6 separate regions of the Mus musculus genome follow, and all the other regions are linked to region 1. The links are chromatin contacts, called in public ChIA-PET, Hi-C, HiChIP or PLAC-seq and promoter capture Hi-C maps. All regions are on one chromosome and are shown on one strand. The core of a region is the stretch at or near the end of the contact, and the rest is flanking DNA. Distances in the headings are between cores, read along the strand shown.

Region 1 (4,126 bases), core at 1,003-3,502:
TGTCAGCCAGGACACACGTAGCTGCAGAGGGAAGACAACACCAAGTGACAGACTTCACAGAGCCATTTGCAAAGCTCAACGAGCTCCTTAAATACTTTAAAAACTTGAGACCAAATATCACATGGATTTTTTATCAATGGAAAGGAATGCTCATGTGCACCAGTCACTTATAAATCAAACTCAAGATGACAGAAATAAGTAAGCTACTGTCTGCGGGTGTGTGTGTGTGTGTGTGTGTGTGTGTGTGTGTGTGTGGAGCCTCCTGCAGGTGCTCACTACAGAAGGCGTTATGGAGAAGGAACTGCGTCTGCCGGGGAGGATAGCTCCATATATGTACCCTAAAGCACTTCCATGGGATGAAATGTGGATGCAGAAGACAGTCATGGGATGTGGTCCTGTGAATCAACCCTGAAGATTGTGGGATTGTGTCTTCGTTTCTATAGAAAGTTTGTGAAAACTAAAACCAGAAAAAAGCTGATAAAATTTAAAAAAAAGTTTGCATCACTGTAATAATAAATGTTAAATGGCTCTAAAAACTACAGTTTATAAAATAAAAAAAAAGTTAAAGTATGAATAAGATATTTTAAAATAGGTTTAGTGTAGCTTCGTCCAGGTCACTTACATTCCCTAACTCATAGCAAAATTGACTTACTGACTTGCTTTGGACCTGTAAGCTCTAGTTACAAAAAGCATTCTTTTACTGGCATTCTATTTGTTGAAAATCTTTTATGCCATAATTTACTCTGTCTCCTTTGTGTGTAGACACACCAGTAGTTGCCATCGTGTTAAAACTGCCTACCATATTCTATACCTTGTACATGTTCACACTCCAAAGTACCATCTAGGTTGCATAAGCTGATTCTGGTATGCTCACCCAAGAATGAACTTTCTTAAGTTTCTCAGGACCTATGTTGTTTGTTAAGATACAGTTGCCTCCAGACTTAGTCAGGGCTTAGTCACAGACCTTTGACAATGGCAACACACTTTTGCTGCTTCACAATGAATAAGCATATTCTGCTGCTTTGGGGAAGGCATAAATTCACAGTCCTGACCACCATTTCTTTACTCAAAGCCTGTCCTGCCTCCCCCCCCCTCTATTTCATTCTTAGTTCCCAACTCCCCCACCCCACGCCCCTTTCCCAGTTCTTGTCACATATTTTCCCCCTAACTCATAGTCCCTAAATTTCAAACACATCTTCTGGGCTGAAAAATCTAAATCTGTCTTTTCATATTCAAATTTTAAGCATTAGTGCCAAACTGCTATGCATTTATTTCGCATCGCTATAGCAAAACCCAACACATTTAAAATTAAACTTAGATCCTTGCCTGTACAGCCTATCTTATATCTGAAATGTCTCAAAAGTTGAACTTTAAAAGTTTCGTTGCACGCGCCCTAAATCCCTGGAGAACCAGGCGTTCGAGAACAGCCTGGTATACAAAGTGAGTTCCAGGACAGTCAGAACTACAATGTCTCAAAAACAAAATAAAACAAAATCTCAGTATCATCATAGCAATTATATATAGCTAAGAGCTAATTAAAACCTTAGTCTACTTTCTTACTAGTATGTCCCACTACAAACAATACTGTTATAGAAGCCTGGGGTTTCATTCCTTTAACTTTTCAAAGAATGCCTATAGATTGCTGACCATTAGGCCTAATATGGCCTACATAAAAAATGGTGAATTTTATTAATTTTAAATAACATAAGTGCCATCTTTCTGACGACTCAACCACAAATCACCTATGGACGGCCGCCTACACCTGAATTTTTACCACTGGGCACGGCCTCGAGCGCGCTGCCCAAGACACCTCAGGGCCCTAGTGGCGTCGCCTGCAGCCCAGGCTGGGATCCCGGAGGGAAAGCGTTCCCCGGGCTCCGCGCGGGAATGCTCGGCGAAATGCCGTCCCGGCGGGCACTCCACCAACCCGAGCATCCCAGCGAGCCTGGCGCCCCAGGTCACACATTGTTTCCAGCTCCCCGAAGTTAAAGCGATTAGCAGGCCCTGCGGGACGAGGCCTGCCTTACCGCGGCGGGAAGGGTGCAGAGATCGTCACCATTCCCCGCTGCTATCACCACCGCAGGTCTAGGCGTCCGCGCACAGCCGCCCGAAAACCAGGTAGTAGAGAATGCTTGGGACTCACGACCCATTCCATCTTACCTCGGTGAGGGGCAGCTTCTAACTCGCCAGGGAAGAAGGTTGGGGCTTCCGCCCCGAGCACTGCCTCTGGCTCCGCCCACACCATATGTCCCGCCCCGGCCTCCGGGGCGGGTCCCACGTAGAGGCTCCTCCCTTTGGGCCCGTCCCCTCCTTTGGCCGCTTACTCTGGTCCCCTCTCACGGCCCCGCCCTCAAGTCCCTCCCTTTCTCTGCCCCTCTCCTCCCCAGCCCTCCCTCCTGAGCTGCTCCCATTCTGAGACACCGCCCCCAGGGCGCGCACTCTCCTAGCAGACCTGCCCTATGGATACACCCCAAGGGAGACTAGGAGTTCCCGGACCCCGACCCTCCCCTACAAGGCCATTCCCAAGAGACTTTTCGCCGGGTTCCTGTTTCCGCGGTGTGTCAGGATGAGCCAAAAGTGTGTCTGTCATGACACTGGACCTCTAGACCTCTGTAACTTGCTTCAGATGCTCCCAGAAGGCAACAAGAGAATGAGGCTCTAGTACACCAGCTGGCCTCTCCCAGTTAACTTGTGGAAAGGGCTTGTGTGGAACTCTGCAGTTGTTTGGAAACCTGAGCAGAAATTTCACATTTCCACCCTCATTCCACATCTACTCTGCACCTGCTTGATTTGGAGCTTCTAGGAGGAGGACACATTCATTAACTCTTTTCAATGTCCATTTTTTTCTCCCCTCTTCCCTCAATAAAAGTTGAACTGTGTCAGGGTTTCTGGTTAATCATTTACAGCAGTTCTCAACTTCATCCAATTTAACCAGCAAGTGTACTTTGTTCAGAAAATTAAATATTACAAGCAGTTTTTAAAACCAGTATTTAGGCTGCTAGGTTGTGGATACTATGTATAACCTGTAAGATTGTCTGGTTTAATAATCACGCAGCCTGTGCATTTGCAACAAACTGTCAGAAGGACCCAGTGCCTGCTCTGTGTGTATAGGCTCTCCATCTTAGTTTTGCTGGGGGACTTGCAAGTTATGTGGCTAGTCAGGCTAAAAAACAAGTAGGTGAGCTGAGCTCAGTGGAATATAACCTGTGTGGATGAGCTGCCACGCAGAACGTTGCTTTTCTGTGTCATGTGGCAGGCATTTGTGTACCTGTTTAATGGTTAACCAAAGAATGTTATTTTGAGAAAGCATTAAGGTAAATTCTTAAAATTATTATTATTAACAGAGTCTTAAATGTAATTCTGGCTAGCCTGGAACTTACTACGTAGACCGGCTGGTCTTGAACTCAGAAATCCCCCTACCTTTGTCTCCCGAATGCTGGGATTAAAGGTATACTCTATCACTCCCAAGCTAACTACTTTTAAATGTAATTTATTGGAAAGGTAATTTTTTTTCAAACTGAGTTTCACAACTGAAGTTATGAAAGATTACCCAAGTCTGCAAATTCTTTCTAATTGTTAAATGCTTGAACAAAGTTTAAAGGGTGTTCAATTAGTATCTTGATCTCTTTAAGGTACAAACTAACTCCAAAGAGTTCTTGTATCCATATTAGTGGTAATAATCATAATGACAGTTTCTCTCAGTCAGCATGAAATTATACTAGATCAAAACTTCTATTTTCAAGAACATTAATACTATATATTGTTATTTGGGTGTGAAAGTAAAGAAAACCGAATCTGAAAGTAATGTTGATATTTCTGATAATGAAAATGAATGAATAGTAATCACTTAAAGAAATATGTCCAAAATTACCTAGAGCAGTGGTTCTCAACTTTCCCAATACTGCAGCCATTTAATACAGCTCCTTGTATTGTGGTGACTCCCAACCATAAAATTATTTTTGTTGCTACTTTATAGCTGTAATTTTGCTACTGTTATGAATCATAATGTAAATCTCTGGTTTTGTTGTTTTGTTTTGTTTTGTTTTGTTTGTTTTTTGGGTTTTGTTGCTGTTGTTGTTTTGTTTTTTGTTTTTCGAGACAGGGTTTCTCTGTGTAGCCCTGGCTG
Region 2 (4,126 bases), core at 1,078-3,577, 460 kb before region 1:
ATCCTCTGGCCATTTTCACTGCTTTAGGTGACAGACCTGGGAGAAGAACGTCAGAGTGAGCACTGTGCATCTAAATTCCAGTAAGCTCAGAACAAAGCCTGTCTATTAGAGGAAGCCATGTTCGCCCCCACCCTCCATGACTTTCAAAGCCTCCCAGCCTCCCACGTGGGGTCATCAAAGACAGCTGCCTGCAATCTCTCCCCTCCCCGCACCACGAGGCAGCTCCTCACGTGGTAAGCTGTGCTTATCTATATTGACTTAAGGCTTAGTAAGTGCTTATCTAAACCGACCTTAGGATTTCTGTGACAATCAGAAGGTGATGGAGGGACTGGAAATTCCCACCTCCTTTACTTTGAAATATTCATTCTTGGGCCACTCATCCTTTGTCGGCCCCCCTCCCCCTGTTCTCATAGGGAAGTGAGAAGAATTAAGGTGAAGGAGAATTAAGTACCAGCCCCTCCTGAACTCCCAGCTAAGGGATTCACCTGGCAGCTGGCTGAGAAGGCCAGGGTGAAACTTCTGACCCATTTGAACTCTAAGCCAACATTACAAGGAACAGAGAAAGAGGTGGTAATATTGCTATATTTTGGAGTAATTTACCATATAGAAACATACAATTAAAACCTTTAACTTTTACATAAGTAACTTTACAAATGCCATCATGATTATCTTTAAATTAATGCTTGGCCACGCCCGTAGATATCCTTTATAAATTCAGAGAGTTCTGTGCATAAGTTTGACCATACACAGTCAAGGATGAAGGAAGGAGGTGACCTTCTAAAAATTCAAATATGAAAATCTGAAACACATCTTAAATGTTTTCTCAGAAACGTTTGCTGAGCAACCTGCTATCCCTACGCATCACTGCTGCCCCCTTGTGGTAAGAAAGTGAATGAACCAGAAAGGCTCCTTGCTACATTGGGGATGGAGGTTCCATTCGCCAGATTTCTTGATTGTAAATGGAGTAGGGAAACAGCAGATGAGATGTGTCTAACTATAATTTTATTTTGACCATTGTAATAAACTTATATATTTTAAAATATTTCCCATTTATGGCAAGGATACTTTAAACCCATTTTCTTTTTTATGTTTCCACATTATTCTGTGGTGTTGTGTTTGTTCTCAGTAACGACTGACATCCGTGCAAAAAAAGCAAATGTTATAACAATAAACCCCATGGGTCAAACTGCACCACACTTCAAACTGCATCACACATACCCGTGAAACCTCCATCCACTCTTATCTGCCAATGGGAGTGGCACATGTCTGCCAGTGTGAGTGAAACTCTCCAGCCACATGAAATGACAATGGCTCAAACTTTTGTTATCCAATATTTTGTTAATAAAATTCATGCATGAAAATGAAAATAAACAAATGCCCAGGCCACAAGAGTAAGCAAATAAAAGTAGCAAGCCTTAGAGTGTTGCCTGAGAAGCTCAGACTACTCCCCACCCAACAGGATCTTAGCTCCCATCATCGGTGGGAACTAGAGACATGGTTGAAAGTATCTAATATAGGTGCATTTTAACTCATTTAAGAGGCCTTTTTGCTATTGAAACTTTATTTTATTATCATTGGCCTTCTATATCTAACAAGATAGTGGTATGATGGGTTCTCTGGGGGGACCCAGGACATGCTGAAGGACAAGTGTACAAACACACATGATCTCGTTCACAGAGCACAGAAATTCTGAAGAGACATGCACTAGTGATCGGACCACCACCTTCTCTCCATTCCCTCTCCTTCTCCATTCTCCTCTTATAATCAGATTTCCAAAACTCATTTGAATAGAGGCATCTTCAAGCCAAAGAACAATAAACATAGATGCAGCAAGCAGATGCAGTCAGCGAGGAGTTTCAGCAGTCAATGGATGCCTAAAATCTGTCGCACTTTGCTAGTAAGTGGCTGAAAGTTAAACTCCAGCTCTCTAAAAGCTAATGCTAAAAAGAACCATAGGCTCATAGCAAAATCCTTACCAGGCACTAAGAAGAGGGATTTGTGGGGTGCAGTAAGCACCATATTTTACTGTCCCCCGATGACTCTCAGTATAAGCTGACGGTATGCATTAGTACAATTATTTTCATTTTATAGAGAAGGACACAGAAGCTGGGAGAATCTAAGACTCACATCTCAGCAACATTCCAACTCTCATTTCACTCCCCTCTTCCCGGCTGTGCACCCAGGCTCCACTCCACCATGCCTTTCTCTCACTCTCTGCACTTGCTCATAGATCAGCAGTCGCTAATAAGCATCTTGAATACCTTAGCTAGTGGGGCATTGAATGTGAACATCATGAGCCTGTCTGGGAATTGCAGAAGAGGAAGTTTGCACTTCTGCATGTTATGCAATGGAGGCCTCTGTTATAGGAAAGTTGCTGTAACTTTACTAAGTTACTATGGCTGAGTTGGCTCATCTCACCTCAACAAGACCAACACCGCACATGCGCATTCATAGCAGGGTCTCCCTAACACACTGCGGCAATTCCTAGAGGCCACAGCAAGTCTGGTTCTACAGCTGTCAGGCAGGCCTCCTTGTTAGACATCCCACACTTGGTATATAGGTGTCCATAGGTGCTTACGTTCCACACATATTTTATGAATGCCTACTATAGGTCAGGCCCTGCTCTTTCTTCCAAGGGAAGCCTGACCTGGTTAGTAACGGAAAAGCACAGCACAAGGACTGTGGTTGAGACGAGTAAACTGGGTCGTGGAATCTAAACCTGGCCCTGGGTTTGCACACAAGAGTGTCCGATTATTGGACACTGTGAGAGACTGCTGAGAAGTTCAAGTAGAAATAGAAATGAGATTGCACTGTGTCAAAAACAGAGCTAAGAGAACTGGAGAGATGGCTCCGCAGTTAAGAACACATACTATGCTAACAGAGGAGATGTATTTGATTCCTAGCACCCACATCGGGTAGCTCGGCAACACCTGTAAGTCCAACTCCAGGGGCCCCGATGTCCTCTGGCCTCACCTGTACAAACGTGGTGTGCATAAACTCATGCAGGCACCCACATATACATAAATAAAAATATAAATAACTTTTAAAGAACAGAGCCATAGAAGCAATAGAAGAACCATCGAAGTGGGAAAAAAAAAAACCTTCAAAGGTCATGGTATAATGAAGGAGAAATGTTTTAGTATAAATACCAAATGTCTCCAAGCATGGTGGCATACCTCTTTATCCCAGCACTCAGGAGGCAGAGGCATGGGGAAATCTCTGAATTTGAGACCAACCTGAACTAGTGAGTTCCAGGACCACAGAGGGGAACCCTGTCTCAACAAAACAAAGCAAAACAAAACAAGCAAACCAACAAAAACCAAAACAACCACAAAATAAAACCAATATGTTGGTCAGGAACAAATGTCTAATATAATGTAACATACCACCTAACAATATTCTCTTTAGAGGTTTGTGGGTGGGAAGATCAACTTGGAGATGAAAATAGTGGAAATAACTTCATGTTTAAAAATCCTCAAGTCTTCATTGGTTCAATAGCTTTGAGAAAGAAAGAAAGGAAGAGAGAAAGAAAGGAAGGAAGGGAGGGAGGGAGAGAAAGATGGAGGCAGGGAGGGAGAGGAAGGGAGAGGGAGGAAAGAAGGGGGGAGAAAAGAGTACTTAAGCAGTATAAGAAATGGGCTGGTAAGAGGGTTGGAGCTGACAGCTTAAGTTGCTGTGGCCACTGTGGGCTGTGTAGGGCCCAGACTTACACAAATCATTGTGTTTCTTTTACCTTCATGCTGAGCAGGACCTAGAAAAACAGCTCCACTTTTAGAGACTGGAGCATCAGATGAAGTTTATTACAGTTTTCTGATTTATGCACGGGGTAAACTGTCATGCAACCACGTGAAATGCTTTGTGCACAAATGCTCCAAGGCCGTTCCAGTTGGTGTTCCCAATACAGAGAAGAGAAGAGAGAGGGTGAAGTTACCCCTAAAAGTCTCAGTGACTTTGACAGAGAGGAGACTCTTCAGCTAATTAGACCAAGTGCGGTGTGGAAAGGAGAGTGCTTCCCCAGCGTGGGGCAGGACATGATTAATGTTCTAACATGCACACCAGCCATGTCTAAGAAGGACATCGCTGCAGTAGTGTCTAATTTTAGATATCGTACATAGTTTATGTGTTT
Region 3 (4,126 bases), core at 826-3,325, 340 kb before region 1:
TTGTAAGTTGTCAGCACTGGGTCTAGCCAGAGGCAAGCATCGTGGCCCTTTTGAGACTCTCTCTCCCTTGCTAGTCATTCTGGCAGAGCCCACTGGGAAAGGAAATTTAGAATTCCATTCACTGAGAGCTGATGGCTGGAGCTGAGCACAGAACTCAAGGCGGCTCCTGAGAACAGAACGGGAGCTTAAGCTAGGTTCCTTTCCATCTACCCTGATAGGTTCCACCTTGGCTCCACACTGACTACCGTTTTGACAAATCCCTTCCATCTCATCCCAATACCACAGCTTGGGGCCCCTCCATCTCTTGTTCTCCTTGGGTTCCTATCACGCAGTGTTTGCAGACTTCCCAAGTAGCCTTAGCTTCTTTCTGGTTCTTCGCCTCTCGGCAGGGCTGTCATGATCTCTCTTGACTCTCAATTTAAGATTGGACTGAGAAACGTCCAGGAGACTGATAAAGCACACCTCGGGCGGCGCCAGTGACGGCATTCCAGACATGTTTAGATCATGACTGCTCTGACAAGGGATGTATCAGACTCTCATACCATCGATGGTGCCGTTGGGAGGTGGTGAGCAGTGGGAGGTGAGGCGGAGCTGAAGGAAGCGGATCATGGGAGCCTGACCATTGGCGATAAGCTTGTCCTGGCACCTTCCCGCTCCTCCATGTTGCTTGCTTGGTTGCCTCGAGTTGAACAATTCTGCCCCACCACACTCTGTCACCACGAGCGCCAAAAACCTCAGAAAGTGTGAGTGAAATGAGGAATTCTTCTGTGTGGTAGTTTTATTTAGGTCACAGCAACACAAAGTCTGACTGGCACACTATCTAAACCACAGCCCATTCCATACCAGCCAGCCCCAAGCAATCAGGGTACCCTTTCATTAAGAACCAGCAAGGTTCCCATCTTCAAAGTCCTATGAAAACTAAACAGACCCAAATCCTAGTCTCAGCACAGTGCTCAGTGGGAGGCTGCTGAACACACTCTTGACACACAATTCCAGGTGCCTGAATGTTCCCTGGTCCTGAAGAAACACACTAGATTTATCCCCCTCCCTCAAAGGCATGTGTCATTCTCTTATTCAAAGAGATTCTTAATTTTTTATGACATTATCTCTAAATTGGACCCTGGCCTCTAATTTACATAATTTTCAGACATCTCAGGAAATCTATTTAAAAATCCAATGGGAATTGAGTGGGCGACGGGCTCCAAGGCATAGGTAGCCAAGCCTCCCTGGCTGTAACAGTTTTCTGGTTCACTGGCAGACAGGGCTCCAGGCCTCTGCGCCGACACACTGTAGCAAATTTCAACTAGAAAGACCTTTGATACTTTTTCATCAAAAATCATACCTAAGGATTGGCGGATGCTACCTGCTTCTCTCGCCACTCAGTGAAACACTTCAAGCTCACATCTCTGTTTTACAGGTAACTTTATCAAGTAAGGAAACAGCAGACCCTGAACAGCAAGATAACAGAGCGATACATAGAAGTGTGGTTGAGCCTCTGTTACAGAACGCTGGTTTCTTTCCGCAAACCTTTTGACCCCTCCAAGTTGTACCTTAGAAGGTGACATTATTCCCCTTCCCATCCTACTGAGCCTCCAAACTGAGTCGAATCTTGGAAAATATTGACTGATCCATTATGGAGGAAACAGTATCTCCATGTGGCTACTGGAATTTTTCTTATATTCAACTCCATTTTCTGGTAGCTTAACTTTATAAACTTTTTAAATTTTATGAAGCATAAATACAGCATGAATCCCACTAAGACATGACATCCTCTACTTGGGGCTGGCCTACATGGTTTGTCTTGAGGGGGAGGGGAGGGGACAAAAAGGGAGGGGAGGGGACAAAATGGGAGGAGAGGGGAGGGGAAAGGTTTTAAAGAAAGGGAAACCTTAATGTACCAATCCTTCCTCCTCCTGTGGCTTGTTGCAGAAAAGGGAACCCTCTGGTAGGCCCTGAGAAACTGGACAGTCGTTGGCTCTCCTCAACCTTCCTTACCGAGATACTGCCTCCGAGAACAGACATAGGTGACAGGAAACATGTGGGCTTGCATGTGTCAGAACTAGCTTGAGTCTTGCAGGTCTGTATGGTTGTCCTAGTGCAAGCCACAGTATTGTGTCCCAGCCATGACAGTAACTGTGTGAACCTCCATAAATAGTCACCAAAACCCAACACTTAAGTTTATTCTGAAGAAAGCAGGTCCACCAGTCAGGGGCTGAGCTCCCCACTACAGAGGGTCTGCTGTTCCCCTCCCCCCTTGCCATGCCGTTCTTAGGGCTTCCGCAAGTTGCATCAAGCAGGATGACTGATGGGTGTTGCAAGCAGTAGAAACCACAGTCTGCCAACCCCCGTGGCCCCTCCCTGCTGCCCTCCCTCAACCCTTTCCTGGCAAATAATATCTAATATCTGGTGCAGCACAAAAGATCAATGCCTTCTGCAACGATTGTGTCTCTAAAATTAGTGATCGGGCAAGGGAAGAAAAAAAAATCAAATTCCCAGCTCTTTTAGACTACATTTGAATTGTAAGTGCCATGGTCATCAAATGCAAACTATCATCTTTGGGTCCATCTGTAAACAGAACACCTTAAAGGAGGAAACAGCAGGCTAGGAGGAAGACACTGCAGAAGCAGCCTTCCTGCTTTGACCAGCTTGTTTTTCCAGAAGATTCTGCCAGTGAATACCATAACACTACCAAGGGGCTCTCCAAGGGGCGTGTCTTGAAAAGGCGATGAAGCAGCTGCTCTGCGAAGGCAGTCACACACTCAGATGGCAGGAGTTTCCTGTTGCTGCTGTAACAACCACAAACCAGTGGCTTCGAATGAATCACGACCTTAGCAGCTCACAACTCCGAAGCTCCGAAGCTTGAAATGGGGGTCTTGGGGTTAATGCTGGTGGGTTAGTGCTGGTGGTGGCTTCCCTACTGCATGGTCAGCTGACCAGAAATGTTAATTCAACCAGGAACTCCAGTTCCGTCAATTGCGGGTTGCATGACCTCAGCGCATGCTCCAGGGATTTGGATGTAGGTGTAGGGTGAGTTTGGGGTGGGAGCCCTTTCTGTCTGCCACAGAGGGACACTTTAGCCTTCACCCTCGCCCTCCACACCACCCTCTACTCCTCGCATACCTCACCATTGACGCCACCCCCACACCACGCCTCTTCACCCTCCACCCTCACCCACTCTCCACCCGACCCGTGTCGTCCCCCCCCCCCCTTCCTCCACACCATACTTCCTTCCCAAGGCAACCTGGCTGTTTTGGCAACATCTCTACTTCAGATGGAGCCTATAGGTGGCTCATCGGGGCCCCCTGCTGAAATGCATCTTCTCTGGGGCATTTCAGGGGTGGTCAGGATGTCGACTGAGGGCAGCTAACCTCTGCTTCACGAAGAAGCATCACAACCACGACTAACAGGGATTTAGTTCCTGCGGCATGAGCAGCCATCAGGACCCTCAAACTTCTGTGCCACCTTATGAAAATTATTTTTAATAACTCTCTGGGCAATTTGCTAATTATTTCAAGTTTCCAGGATTTCCAATATCTGTGAAAGACAGAATGAGGTCCACATGTTGGCCGCAGTTGGCTACGTAGGTCTAGAACTGAATGGGTTTACGAGCGAGGCCACTTAGAAGCAGGCTATGTTTGCCAGGACCAGTTCTCACTCTGATGCTGTCCTTTTAGAGGGAGATCAGACAAATTGCCACGTGCATTAGTGTGCACAGTGCCCTGTACTGCATCATTAGTTATGCTAGCCAGAACTTATGATTAAAGAAGCCGTGTACGTACTTCTCAGACACAACGCTCTAATCACAAAGTAAACCATTCTCAAAGAGCTCCTGTGTCAGAGTCACAGTAGCACCAGAGTTAAAAAACCAAGAGTATCACAGAGGGTCAATAGCAGAACAATTTTAGACGATGAAAGATTCTGTAAATATACACCAAGTATATATATACACACCAAATATATATGCTTATATATGTGCATATGTATATAGCATATATGTGCACATATATATGCATTTATATATGTGTGTGTATAATTTATTTAAATTATAAAATTTATAAATGTTTTATATATAATTTATGTATAATAAATATACATATTTATATAATTATGCTTATATAATTATATA
Region 4 (4,126 bases), core at 968-3,467, 310 kb before region 1:
CTTAGCTTTTGCATAGAGGCTGTGATGGCCACCTAACAGTTTGAAGACAGGTTGATGCCATACGCTGTCCAAGAGCCATTTAGAGAAATCGCTGACTTGGTACTTCCTGAAGTCCCACATCGTCAGGATCCGCGCAGGGATACAAGACTCTGCAGATGAGTGGCAGCTGGCACAGAAGTACTTCCCGAGATACTCACAGTACCGGAGCCTCTTCACAAACTCTGCAGAGGGCAGGAGGGTAACACCATATTCATGATGCTAAGATCTGCCCTAGGCCACCTCCCCATTCCTATGCAAGGTTCAGAGTCTGATGAATGTCCACCGTGCTCAAGCCAGATTCAACTGCCAGGCAGCGCAGCTCTGGCATTGACTTGAGGATGTCACCTGTGGCCATTTGTGGTTCGCCACAGTAAGCCAGATCCCAGAGAAACAGAATCCTCCCTAATGCTCTTGGACGTCAAAGACGGGCACCACAAACTTCAGTGCAGCCTCTAAGACCATTCCATGTAGGGCCTGGGAATCTAGTTGGCTTTGAAGATGCTACCTGCTACTCACAGGAACTCCAGCAACAACTCAGAATCTCAGGCTAATAAAATGCAGCACACAACTGGGTGCAGGAAATGGCCCACATAGGAAGAGCATATTCTAAAGCAGTGCATGCACAGTGTCAGGATGTAGCTTACAAAAGAGGTTATACATACATACACACACACATGCATACATACATACATACATACATACATACACACACACACATACATGCATACACACATACACACATACATGTGTGTATATGTACATACTATATATGTATGTATATGTGTGTATACATACACATATACACCAAAGAGAGAAAGGAAACAATACCTGGGAGAGAGAGAGAGAGAGAGAGAATGAGAGAGAGAGAGAGAGAGAAACCTAGACCCTAGACCCCCAAAGAGCTAATGATACACATCTCTGTAGCATGGGGAAATTAACACATGGTGCTTCTGAGGTTTCTCTAATAAAATATTCTGATGGACAAAAGATGTAGGGATGAAGGTGGTAATACTGTGTATTATCTGGTCTACGAAGAAAAACAACCCAGCTAAAATCTCCTGTGCAACCATCCCTCAGCATTAGTGCCTGGCAGGACCTGAAGGACCTGTGTGGGAAGGCGGCAACTCCATTCCCTGGCACACTGTAGATACAGATAACATTTTTCCAACTAATGCCTTGAAGAGTAGACAGGACTAAGTCTTCACTGGGCACTTAGTCTGTTTCCCAATCTGGTGAATGGTTAATGTATGTTATTCTAAGCTTCTAATTCCATGACTTAGGAACTTATATTTCCCTCTTTCATTGAGGAAAACAGGTCAGCGAGGTGAAGCATCATAGTGGGGACACACAGGCAGAGAGCTGGACACACAGGCAGAGAGCTGGACACACAGGCAGAGAGCAGGCGAGCTCAGTTTGAATCTAGTGTAGCCAGCATATCCCACTCCTTCGGGTGATGAAGGAGAAGGTGTCTCTGCCTAATGGATTATCCTGCGTGTAGAGGTATAATCTGCGTGTACAGTCAAATCACCAACAGACTAAAGGATCAAAAAGTATAATACTGAGCATGCCATTTGTGATGGTTTGTATATGCTCGGCCAGGGAGCAGCATTATTAGAAGATATAGCCCTGTTGGAGTAGGTGTGTCACTGTGGGCGTGGGCTTTAAGACCCCCATCCTAGCTGCCTGGAAGCGAGTCTTCCACTAGCAGCCTTCAGATGAAGATGTAGAACTATATCAGCTTCTCCTGCACTATGACTGCCTGGAAGCTGCCATGCTTCCTGCCTTGATGATAATGGACTGAACCTCTGAATCTGTAAGCCAGATCCAATTAAATGTTGTGCCTATAGGAGTTGCCTTAGTCATGGTGTCTGTTCATAGCAGTAAAACCTTAACTAAGACACTGATATAACTCACCTTTCCCAGCCTCAAAGTCTCTACCATCTCAGGATCCACTCACTCATTCACCAAACTTCATCAAATGCCCACTGTGCTATCATCAGTACAGAATAAATCATGCCCATCCTTCTTCCTTAGACCACGAGGACAGACAAAAATGGAAGCAGATCCCATGGGGGCAGGACCTGCAAGATCCCCTGCCGTTCTGGCAGGAAAGAATGGACTCAGGAAGGTACTTAAACGGATTGATGGAGTCTCGCGTCTATGTGGTTTCTGACTCATGCATTTGGCATTTGGTGTGGCATTAGGGTGTACAGATCAACTCACAGACCCGCCTCTTGCTAGGCTAGCTGGGAAAATGAGTCATTTAAAGAGGACACACTGTGATTGTCATTAACGTGTAGTGAGATAGAGGAAGCCCTGGCTGGTTCTGCTTTCAATTTTAATGTCTTGAAACAGACATCTTCTCTGGAGAACAAGCAATCCCCAGGTTGTGCTGAAAGTCTTGCATGGTGTCACTTGGGGAAGACTAGTTTGCAGGACCTTGGCCATCCCATAAATGAGTTACCATATCCTCAGCTCTCAGAGAAGTCTTGCCAGGAGCCATTTGATTACTCTGCAGGTATGCCTAGAGGACCGTCTTATAAGCAAGCATAGCTATAGAGGCTGGAGATGAACAATGAGCAAAAGCAACAAGGCTTCTGCCTTCCTGGAATTTATGGTTTGGTGATGGAGACAGATAAATGCTGAATAAGCATTGCAGAGGAAGATCCTATGAAGCACACACGCGACTGTCTGCGACCACACGATCCACAAGGCAACCATGGAAGATCCCAGGAAAAGGAGAGGGGGAGTGGAGTGGGTAGAAAAAGAGCATAAAGATATGAAGAAAACCAAGAGTCATGGGGAAGGAAGTCTATGGGGGTGAGGGGTTCATTCTGGGAAGAGGAAACAATAGTTTCAACCCCCTAAGACAGGTACGGCTGGGTTGTCTGAGTGCCCAATTGAGGAGCAGCCAGGATGCTGGCCCTCCTTGTACCTGGCTAGTCATGCAGCTTTGTAGGTCACAGTCTCCTCCTAGCAAAAGACAGGGCCACCTCCACGACTCCTTCACAACACGCTCACACCAAGAAGTCAGTCTCACTCTAAAGCAACACATAGTCCAGCCCTGCAGATCCTCACTGTTATCATGGAACAAGCAAACAGCGCAGGACCTGTACTTACTGGGCTGTATTGGAGTCCCACATCCAGCACAGAAGAAGTTCTGGGCCACCACTGCTATGTCCCTCCTGAGGACAGAAAATGGCAACTGTTACACGTTTTCAGAGCTGGTCAGTACAGCGTTTTTCACTGATGGAAAAGCAGTGGACATCGTGGTCCGTTTCTCAGTTTAGGGGCTTTAATTTTGTCATCTTTTCATTTTAAGAAAAGTTTATACTTATCCAATATGTTTTTCTGGTTGGAATCTGTTGGCCTTCTAAAGCTAGGATTCTTTAAACATCTCAATTGTGCCCAAATTAGAAGTCAGTATCACATATAACTCTTCTATTATAGAATCCTTGGGGCTTCCCACTACCTGGCACAGAAACCAGGGTACACAAGACAGCCGAGGAGACAACAGTCTAACATGCTTGGAAAGGACACACGTGAATAGATGTAATAAAAACATTAGAATAAGGCGATGTGACAAAGTTATAAAGTCCTCTTGAAGAGGAGTGCTCTGGAAACAGCTGTGTCCTGATTTCAACGGGGACCTAGAGTTATGGGTAAAGTGGTAAATTTGCATTTTTATCTCAAGGTCAACAAAAATTGCCAAGGTTTAAAAAAAAAAAAAAACAAACAAACAAAAAAAACATGTGAGATCTCTGCCCATGTCTTACAGAGGATTCTGGGAAAGGAGGGAAAAGATATCCTATACAACGAGACTAGCATGGCTCAGTGTCTATAGAGGACAAATTCTGCCCAAGCAGTCACAACATCCTTCCTGGCATCAGCTAAGCCAGAGAGCAAAGACACCAGATAAAGATAAGTAAGAGACCTCCGTGGAGCACAGGGAGCACGGGGAGCACGGGGAGCACGGGAGCACGGGGAGCATGGGGAGCATGGCTTCATAACCCTCAAGTTTGCATGAGAGACCAAGAGAATAGAAAGACTGCAGATAGTTAAACTATGTTGCCTATAATCTCTACTT
Region 5 (4,126 bases), core at 1,106-3,605, 280 kb before region 1:
CAGTCAACCATGCCAATCTCTACATTAGACTTATGAATCTATTTTTAGTGACAAGGGAAACTATTCAAATTAATCTGTTGCGTTATGTGTGTGCATTCAGATGAACCCGGGCATGGGCCGGTAGGCTGCTGTCACTCTTTAACCTTTGACTTAGCTTCCTACCATCAAAAGAAGTTCTTTCTACTTGAATACTTGCCTATCACTCCTACAGACTCCTGCCTGTGTGAAAACAAACAAACAAGGGGGCTGGAGAAATGGTTCAGTAGTTAAGAGCATGTGTTGTTCTTGCAGAGGTCACAAGTTCAAGTCCTGGCACCCACCTGGTGGCGCACAGTCATCTATCGCTGGAGGATCTGAGGCCTTCTTGTGATCTCCTTAGGCACCAGACACACACATGGTACACAGACATACATGCAGACAAAACACGAATACATAAAATAAAATAAATCTAATTTTAAAATCATGCAAGATTACAGAACGAAACTCATCGTGTCTAAGCCTTCGTTCTGTAAAACTCAAATTCCATCAACGTTCCTCGTACCCCTTCCTCAACTCTATACAGATTCTGAAGAAATGAATGAGAAGACACAGTTCCTTTTTGTTGTTATTGTCGGTTTTTTTTTTTTTTTTTTTTTTTTTTTTTTTTTTTTTTTGATACAGGGTTTCTCTGCATAGCCCTGGCTGTCCTGGAACTCACGTTGTAGACCAGGCTGGCCTCGAACTCAGAAATCCGCCTGCCTCTGCCTCCCAAGTGCTGGGATTAAAGGTGTGCACCACCACTGCAGGCAACACAGTTCCTATTATCTAATAATAAAAGATTTTGAGGAGCAGGGTCAGGTGGCACGGCAAAGAGGAACTGAGAGCTGGGGGTGGGGGGAATGAAGAAACAGACGTGCTTTGACCCTTGCCACACGGAATTATGAAAAGACCAAGCTTGCATGGAGCATCTGCTGGCCACTGCAGACAGGAGCTGTGGCCACAGTGCTGGTCACTTTCTTGTAAAGGCCACACGTAAGGCTTTCCCAGGATACCTCTGTCCCTTCAGTTCATTAATCTTTCTAACTCTCAGGGGAACGGAACCTGTGTTCTCCCCTCTCACCAAGGGAACTGGGGTCATGGAGGTGCCTTGACGACTATTTGGACTTGGGACTTGTCTAAGAAATCCCAAGTTTACTAACTGGGCCCCAAACCTTTGCTCTCTCGAACCACAACTTCAACTGAAGATCTAGCACTTGGCAGTGTAACTTGCCATAGGGGCACCTCCAGAATACATGGGGAGGTATATTGTTTTGTTTGCTTGGTTTTGGTTTGTTTGATTTTGTTTTCTGAGCCTTCGTTCTCATTTAGAGTAATATCCCTTTTCAAGCATTCTCTCTTCCACGGGCAAATCCCTCACCGGGTCAGGGAATTGCTTCAATTCCAGGTCAGCAGGTAGACGGACTTCAGGTGGAGTGTGCTTGCTTACATTGGCGAAACGTTTTTCAGCTACCTTGACAAGTCCAGGGCAGTTGGATATGAGGATGGGGTTCTCAAGGTTCATGCCTTTGAGGAACTGAGAAGAGCCAGGGGACCGCCTGGGTTCGTCTCTGTCCTGCCGCAATGAGGATGCCTGGCTACCTCTCCTGGCCCTTGTTTTGTAAAGTCACACCGCAAAAGTCCTCTTCTCTCCAGAGACAACTTCCCACAGCTCCCAAGCAACCATGACACTGTCCTGAGCGCCTCCAGGAACATGGGTCACCCTAAGTCATCTCTCCCTAGCCCAGGGCTTCTCATCTGCACTGTGCCTTGCTTCCTGCAGGCAGGCCAGTAGGGCTCGCCAGCGCTGCTTCAGGACACCTTCAGGGGTCACTGCCTTGAGGACAGGCAGCTAGGACAGGGATGCAGCCAGGACGCTGCGGGGACGCCAGTTATCTTTGCTTCCCTCCGCCCGCGACACTCGTGATCTGAAAAGCTCGGGGAAAGCGAAGCCTGAGACTGCGAGAACGCGGAGACACGGGGACGCGCTCCCGAGTGGGCGCCTTTAGACCCACGCCTCACGGACACACTCTGCCCTCGGACGCCACCGACCCGCCAACCCTGGGTGTAATAAACACGAAAAACAAACTTGGCACAAATGAGCTCCCCGCCCCCAACTCCCAAGCTGCGGCTCCCCCCACCTCCCAACTCGGATGTGTAGGAGCTCAAGTCAGAGAACCTCGCGGGGACCGCGACTTACCTACGCCTCCTGGCCGTTTTATCCACCAAATAGCCACCTTGCCCCGTGGCAGCGACAGGTTCGGATCACCTCCTCCGTGTGCCAACAGCTCCGAGGTTCTGATGGTGCAGAGAGAAGCTGCCAACGAATACAGAAAGTTTTCACCAATAGAAACCGAAGTTCTCTCGACTTCGAACGTGCAACTGCCCTCAGCTCCTCTAGGTGGCGCACGGTGCTCTTTGGGGAAAGAACTGGGACTCTTAATCCTGCACACAGCTCCAGCATCCCAAGTCATCTCTGCTAAAATTGGGAAATGGATCCCTGCTTCGCCTACAGGGCTCCGTTCTCAAAACCTACTTCCATCGCTTTTGACGGTCCCTTGGTTTTGTTCATTGACTTGTCCAGGTCGTGGAGCAAATACAATGATATTTTGGATTATTTGTTTAACATCTCTGAAACACCTTCAGTCCCTGGGGCATCCTAGTTTGGATGGTTTAAACTTAACTAGTTGTTGCCTCTTCGGAGTAAGTTAGAAAACAATAAGACAAAGTCAGCTGAATACTAGCTGTCCATCATTGTCTTCCCCTTCCCGTGTGGCCGGTTTACTTGGGGGTTACACTGGGTTAGACCTGGAAAGATCCTGAGTTATCTGACCACCCTCTGGGAAAACCTGACATTAAAAGGTCAGAAAGAGGAGCTGGTGTGGAAGCAGAAGGATTGAAACTTTGATGCCAACAAAAGCTACATGGCAAGACTATTTCAAGACAAGTTAATAGACAAACAGTGCAAGTTAGTGCTAATGCTGTTGCTCGGCTGCTGAGCTTGCTTCCTTTTCTGTTTAAGTATCCTTGAAGCCACCCCTGATGGAAACAAATCATCTGTTTCAAAGCTAAGGGATATGTGGCTTACAGTGTTGTATAACTCATCTGAGGTCCCATAGCTAGATAGCACAGTCAGACTTGTTAAGGTAGGTGTATCTGGCAGGAGATCTTATATCCAATTTCTTTCTTTTTTTTTAAGATTTATTTATTTATTATATATAAGTACACTGTAGCTATCCTCAGATACTCCATAAGAGGGTGTCAGATCTCATTACGGATGGTTGTGAGCCACCATGTGGTTGTTGGGATTTGAACTCAGGACCTTCTCGACAGCCCTTATATCCAATTTCTATGAAGCATCAAATAAGCCGACAAATTATGAAAAGGGGACTATGTGAGAAACTTGATTCAGGAATATCTAAAAGGAGAGAAATCAGAGCACAGGACATGGAGAAAGAATCTTACAGTGAATGTCATGCTGAGCACATTAAAGTTTGAATCTGGGGCCTGGAGAGATGGCTCATCAGTTAAAAGCACTGACTGCTCTTTCAGAGGTCCTGAGTTCGAATCCCACAACCACATGGTGGCTCACAGCCATCTGTAATGAGATCTGATGTCCTCTTCTGGTGTGTCTGAAGACAGCTACAGTATATGAACTGGGCTTCCTTATATATAGTAAATAATAAAGAAATCTGAAAGTTTGAATCTGAGATGTCCCCTACAGGTTTTGTTTGTTTGTTTTTAAGATTGTTCCCCAATAGCTGGTGATATTTTGGGAGACCCTGGAACCTTTAGGAGTAGAGCTGAGCTGGTGGAAGTAGGTCACTAAAAGTGGGACTTTCATGTTTATAGCCCAGCCCCAATCCCACAACTTTCTGCTTCCTGCTCTGCTCCTATGTGAACAAGACTTTGCCTCCACCACCCACTCCAACAGATGGATGGAACCTGCCATTCTGACCTCCCACGATTGAAATCCATCTGTACTGGCTAGTTTTGTGTCAACTTGACACAGCTGGAGTTATCACAGAAAAAGGAGCTTCAGTTGAGGAAATGCCTCCACGAGATCCAACTGTAAGGCATTTTCTCAATTAGTGATCAAGGGGGAAAGGCC
Region 6 (4,126 bases), core at 1,144-3,643, 260 kb before region 1:
TGGTTAAAAACTAGTATTTAACCTGGGAAACAGCTTAATGTGTAAAAGCTCTTGCTCTGTGATAAGGAGAACTGTGATGGTTTGTATATTCTTGAACCAGGGAGTGGCACCATTTGGAGGTGTGGCCTTGTTGGAATAGGTGTGACCTGGTTGGAGTAGGTGTGTCACTGTGAGTGTGGGCATAAGATCCTCACCCTAGTTGCCTGGAAATCAGTCTTCTACTAGCAGCCTTTGAATGAAGACATAGAACTCACAGCTCTGCATGCACTATGCCTGCCTGGATGCTGCCATGCTCCCACCTTGATGATAATGGACTGAACCTCTGAACCTATAAGCCAGCCCCAATTAAATGTTGTTTTTTATAAGACTTGCCTTGGTCATGGTGTCTGTTCACAGCAGTAAAACCCTAACTAAGACAAGAGCCCAAGTTTTAATCCCCATTGTCCACATTGATGATCATGGCTGTAATCGCAGAATGGGGATGGGGGCAGAGATAGACAGATCCTCCTAGCAACTTCTTGTTCAGCCCAGCCAAAGCACCAAACTTCCTGTTCAATGAAGGGACCCATCTAGAGGTTATAAGCCGAGAGCTGTAGTGGAAGACATCTGATATCATTGGGTCTCTAAATGTATGCATGTGGGTGGGTATGCATATTCATATGCCTATACATATGTGTCACACTAGGAGGAGGAGGAGGAGGAGGAGGAGGAGAAAGAAAGAAAGAAAGAAAGAAAGAAAGAAAGAAAGGAAGGAAGGAAGGAAGAAAGAAAGAAAGAAAGAAAGAAAGAAAGAAAGAAAGAAAGAAAGAAAGAAAGAAAGAGCACCTTGAAAGATGAGCAGCTAGTTGTCTGAGGGTTGAGGGAGACAATGATAGAGGAGCTACCAGGAAAAAAAGACATGTGCTAGATCCTGAATTCTTCTGGCCTTGACCTTCTGAGACTGTGGAATTATGAAAAGATCTTTCATCTGTGGTCTCATTACGCATTTACTAAAGCAACTTCATAAGCTTATACAAAAAGATTACAACCACATAACTATACCTTTAGCCTGTGGAACATTCTGATATGAATTTGCTAAGAGACATGCCAGTGAAAGCAGCAACGGGTCTCAAAGACAGCAATTAGGCATGATTGAATACACATGCCCCAGCAACACAGAACTTCATTACAGTTGTCTTTTAAATAGAAAACCACAAGAGGGCACCAGACTTCACTTTTCTTGAAAACAGCTACCATGCACTGTAAAGTTTGAAACAGGTCCCAAAGTTCAAGGGCATCTGGGGTGGGGGGTGGGGGAGGGAACCTTATTCTTTAATGTGTGCTTCTGCTCTCTAATAAAATTGTAAACATATATCTTCATGTAATTTTTCATGAATGTGGATAATGATATTGTTTTTCAAACTCAATATATATATATATATATATATTTTTTTTTAACTAAATTATTGTTTCTTGCATTCAGATTCAGGTCTAATAGTCTATAGCTGATGAACGAAGCAAAGAAACATCCAGATTGCTTCTTGATACTCATCTCCCAGCCTGGGTAGCCTCTGCTGGCCCATGGGAAGTTGGCTCCTTTGTTTATTTATTCATCCACTTAGCAAATCTTCCTTCAGGTTTTACTATGTGTGGGCAAGCTGCTGGCTGTTGAAACATCTGTACAAACCCAAGGGCCCTGCCCTCAATGAGTTTATCATCTAAAATGAACCAGACACATAAACAGACAAACAAGGAGTGGGCAGTGCTCTGAGGGCGTGGTGTCTATGCCACTGTGTGTCCCCAAAACCCCAGTTGTTGACAGTGTAGGGATAAGAGGCCTGGGGAACTGTGAGCTGGGCTTCAGTGTTAGTCCTGCCTGAGTCTCTGGTTGCGAGCTCTCTGACCTCATCTACCTCAGTTTACCCGTAGAGCTGAAACTGTTGCCCTCAATAATCTGAGACTCAAGCCTCGATATCAAACATGACATTTCAAGGCTTTCTTTTTTTATTGTGGCAAAACATGTACATATTTATAACCATTGAAGTGTGTGTGTGTGTGTGTGTGTGTGTGTGTGTGTGTGTTGCCATAATCTTAACCTATTTAAAGTGTGAAATTCTGTGACATTGAATGCATTCACCTTTTTGTACAACCGACACCATTTCTGGAATTTTCTCATTGACTCAAACAGAGACTTTGTCTGGGTCCCTAGAAGAGCCTCGCTGTTCTTTACCCAGCGGAGCTCCAGCGTTTACCCATCCTTGGTATCTGCTCTAAGGCCTCCTGCTAAGCTTCCTCACTCTCTAAAGAGTGGCAAAGGCCACCAATACCTCTGCTGCCCAGCTCTTCCCCCCACCAATACCTCCTCCTCTGCCTATGCTCCTCCCCCACACCATCCTCCTGGCTTTCTATCTTCAGGAGTTACTTCTCCTTTTCTAAGATTAAGGCTAAATTCCCAGGCGGCTTCTTACAGCAGTGAGACAGCTCAATGGCTCAGAGTCTCACTGTTTTCCTTATAAGTCCAGCTCCAGGGGATGAGATAGTCTTTTCTGACCTCCTTAGGCACCTACATGCACAGGGCATACATTCACATAGACAGACAGACAGACAGACAGACACACACACACACACACACAAAACACACACACACACCCAACACACACACACACACACACACACACACACACACACACACACACTCAGAGATCTTTTTAAAAATATGTAAAGCAAATTAGAACCACTTTCACTATTAGAGTTATGTGCTGGCGAGTTTTACGTCAACCTTATACAAACTGTAGTTATCTGAGCAGAGGGAACCTCAGCTGAGGAAATGCCTCCCTAAGATCTTGCTTATAGGCAAGCCCATAGAGCATTTTCCTAGTTAGTGATTGGTGGAGGAGGGCCCAGGCCTGGGCTGGTGGTCCTGGGTTCTTTAAGAAAGCAGGCTGAGCAAGCCAGTAAGCAGCACTACCCCATGGCCTCTGCATCAGCTCCTGCCTTCAGGCCCCTGACCTGTTTGAGTTCCTGTCCTTACTTCTTCAGTGGTGAATACAACACGGAAGTGTAAGGCAAAGAAACCCTTTCCTCCCCAGATTGCTTTTGGTCGTGGTGGTTCATCGCAATAGCGTAACCCCAAGTAAGACAAGTCAACTTGTGTAAAAGTGCATCTCCATGGATATATTTAGAAGGAAAACCTTTCACACATAAAATTATGGAAACCATACTTGGATACAAAATGTGAGTTTTAGCAATTAATAACAGGAATCCATATTATTACTTTTCACAGTGCTGAACAGTTACGAGTGATTTTTCTGTAACAAATCCTTCTATGCATGCCTTCGATAACTATGATGTTTATATTCATACTTAGAGTTTTTCATACAACCAATGTATTCATTTTCTTTTTATTTTTTAAAGATGTATGTATTTATTTATTTATTATATGTAATTACACTGTCGCTGTCCTCAGACACCCCAGAAGAAGGCATCAGATCCCATTACAGATGGTTGTGGGCCATCATGTGGCTGCTGGGAATTGAACTCAGGACCTTCAGAAGAGCAGTCAGTGCTCTTAACCTCTGAGACATCTCTCCAGCCCCATTTTCTTTTTAAAAATATTTATTTTTTATTAACTTTTACGTGTGTGTGTGTGTGTGTGTGTGTGTGTGTGCAGGTGCCCACAGGGGCTAAAAGTGTTAGTTCCGCCAGAGCTGGAGTTACAGGCAGTTGTGAGCCACCTGATGTGGATGCTGGGGACCAAACTGAATTCTCTGCAAGAGGCGTTCTTCACTTAAGGGCTGAGCCATCCCCTCAGCCCTCTTAGTATTTCTTACTAACTAGGTTACATTGACAGTAACACTATTCTCCTGGGACAATCTATATCTAAACTATTCATGTCTTGTTTGAATAGCACAAATGGTAGAAAAAAAAAACCTAAACTAGTCTCAAAGAGATCTCTTGAAATGGAATAGAAAATGAGATGGCAATGACTTTTTTTAGTAAGAAAATTGATTTGTGATATATTTTCAAAAGGTCACCAGTATCAAGTTCCAACAAACTTTCCCTGCAAATGTAAATGTGACTTATTTTGGGTATGAGGGTGAACAGTCCCCCGGGACTAGCATTTTGCTCATACTGCCTGTGGCCTGAA

Evidence for each region. Hi-C and Micro-C count contacts between places; a contact is called where the count stands out from the background. ChIA-PET counts read pairs in DNA pulled down with a chosen protein or histone mark. HiChIP or PLAC-seq counts read pairs in DNA pulled down with a chosen protein or histone mark. Capture Hi-C pulls out chosen DNA fragments and counts their contacts.
Region 2: a contact with region 1 is called in a Hi-C map of B cells, with 6 read pairs. The contact joins the enhancer-like site here to the promoter of Esd in region 1. A contact is called at or near these places in 2 of 39 promoter capture datasets (liver and pre-B cells), 4 of 484 Hi-C or Micro-C datasets (B cells, CD4 T cells, CD8 T cells and 1 more), 1 of 115 datasets of contacts at active chromatin or transcription factors (effector CD8 T cells) and 2 of 9 other capture datasets (adipose tissue and liver).
Region 3: a contact with region 1 is called in an RNA polymerase II ChIA-PET map of effector CD8 T cells, with 19 read pairs. The contact joins the enhancer-like site here to the promoter of Esd in region 1. A contact is called at or near these places in 1 of 39 promoter capture datasets (the C10 cell line), 1 of 484 Hi-C or Micro-C datasets (embryonic stem cells), 3 of 115 datasets of contacts at active chromatin or transcription factors (bone marrow-derived macrophages, effector CD8 T cells and large pre-B cells) and 3 of 9 other capture datasets (adipose tissue, liver and pancreatic islet).
Region 4: a contact with region 1 is called in an H3K4me3 HiChIP or PLAC-seq map of bone marrow-derived macrophages, with 4 times the contacts expected there. The contact joins the enhancer-like site here to the promoter of Esd in region 1. A contact is called at or near these places in 3 of 39 promoter capture datasets (the C10 cell line, embryonic stem cells and frontonasal cranial neural crest), 1 of 15 datasets of contacts at CTCF or cohesin (the NIH/3T3 cell line), 6 of 115 datasets of contacts at active chromatin or transcription factors (the 230-238 cell line, the NIH/3T3 cell line, bone marrow-derived macrophages and 2 more) and 3 of 9 other capture datasets (adipose tissue, liver and pancreatic islet).
Region 5: a contact with region 1 is called in a promoter capture Hi-C map of liver. The contact joins the promoter of Rubcnl here to the promoter of Esd in region 1. A contact is called at or near these places in 14 of 39 promoter capture datasets (the 3T3-L1 cell line, the HPC-7 cell line, cranial neural crest and 9 more), 3 of 15 datasets of contacts at CTCF or cohesin (the NIH/3T3 cell line, embryonic stem cells and large pre-B cells), 4 of 484 Hi-C or Micro-C datasets (B cells, bone marrow-derived macrophages, embryonic stem cells and 1 more), 11 of 115 datasets of contacts at active chromatin or transcription factors (the 230-238 cell line, bone marrow-derived macrophages, craniofacial prominence and 4 more) and 4 of 9 other capture datasets (adipose tissue, embryonic stem cells, liver and 1 more).
Region 6: a contact with region 1 is called in an H3K4me3 HiChIP or PLAC-seq map of bone marrow-derived macrophages, with 5 times the contacts expected there. The contact joins the enhancer-like site here to the promoter of Esd in region 1. A contact is called at or near these places in 15 of 39 promoter capture datasets (3T3-L1-derived adipocytes, the HPC-7 cell line, Sertoli cells and 9 more), 4 of 484 Hi-C or Micro-C datasets (the CH12 cell line, bone marrow-derived macrophages, embryonic fibroblasts and 1 more), 21 of 115 datasets of contacts at active chromatin or transcription factors (the 230-238 cell line, CD8 T cells, the NIH/3T3 cell line and 12 more) and 4 of 9 other capture datasets (adipose tissue, embryonic stem cells, liver and 1 more).

Annotation. Positions count from the first base shown.
Region 1 is chr14:74,730,423-74,734,548 of GRCm38.p6, reverse strand. It overlaps Esd (esterase D/formylglutathione hydrolase), which reads right to left and starts at 2,252. Exons shown (of 9, transcript NM_016903.5): 1 at 2,161-2,252.
Region 2 is chr14:75,193,987-75,198,112 of GRCm38.p6, reverse strand. Lcp1 (lymphocyte cytosolic protein 1) reads right to left here. Exons shown (of 17, transcript NM_008879.4): 3 at 1-36. The coding sequence starts at 13. Among named protein-coding and RNA genes, the nearest start is that of Cpb2, 46 kb to the left of the region's middle. Within about 2 kb of position 2,327, at least 45 of the 459 cell types and tissues checked have an H3K27ac peak or open chromatin away from gene starts, as enhancers often do. A contact at or near this core is called in B cells and myeloid progenitors, where this site is marked.
Region 3 is chr14:75,067,675-75,071,800 of GRCm38.p6, reverse strand. No RefSeq gene overlaps it. Among named protein-coding and RNA genes, the nearest start is that of Rubcnl, 54 kb to the right of the region's middle. Within about 2 kb of position 2,075, at least 123 of the 459 cell types and tissues checked have an H3K27ac peak or open chromatin away from gene starts, as enhancers often do. A contact at or near this core is called in adipose tissue, bone marrow-derived macrophages and effector CD8 T cells, where this site is marked.
Region 4 is chr14:75,043,507-75,047,632 of GRCm38.p6, reverse strand. It overlaps Rubcnl (RUN and cysteine rich domain containing beclin 1 interacting protein like), which reads right to left. Exons shown (of 14, transcript NM_198642.2): 9 at 3,160-3,224; 10 at 1-221. Among named protein-coding and RNA genes, the nearest start is that of Rubcnl, 30 kb to the right of the region's middle. Within about 2 kb of position 2,217, at least 73 of the 459 cell types and tissues checked have an H3K27ac peak or open chromatin away from gene starts, as enhancers often do. A contact at or near this core is called in the NIH/3T3 cell line and bone marrow-derived macrophages, where this site is marked.
Region 5 is chr14:75,014,256-75,018,381 of GRCm38.p6, reverse strand. It overlaps Rubcnl (RUN and cysteine rich domain containing beclin 1 interacting protein like), which reads right to left and starts at 2,355. Exons shown (of 14, transcript NM_198642.2): 1 at 2,216-2,355.
Region 6 is chr14:74,987,763-74,991,888 of GRCm38.p6, reverse strand. No RefSeq gene overlaps it. Among named protein-coding and RNA genes, the nearest start is that of Gm4278, 15 kb to the right of the region's middle. Within about 2 kb of position 2,393, at least 16 of the 459 cell types and tissues checked have an H3K27ac peak or open chromatin away from gene starts, as enhancers often do. A contact at or near this core is called in the 230-238 cell line, the CH12 cell line, bone marrow-derived macrophages and 1 more, where this site is marked.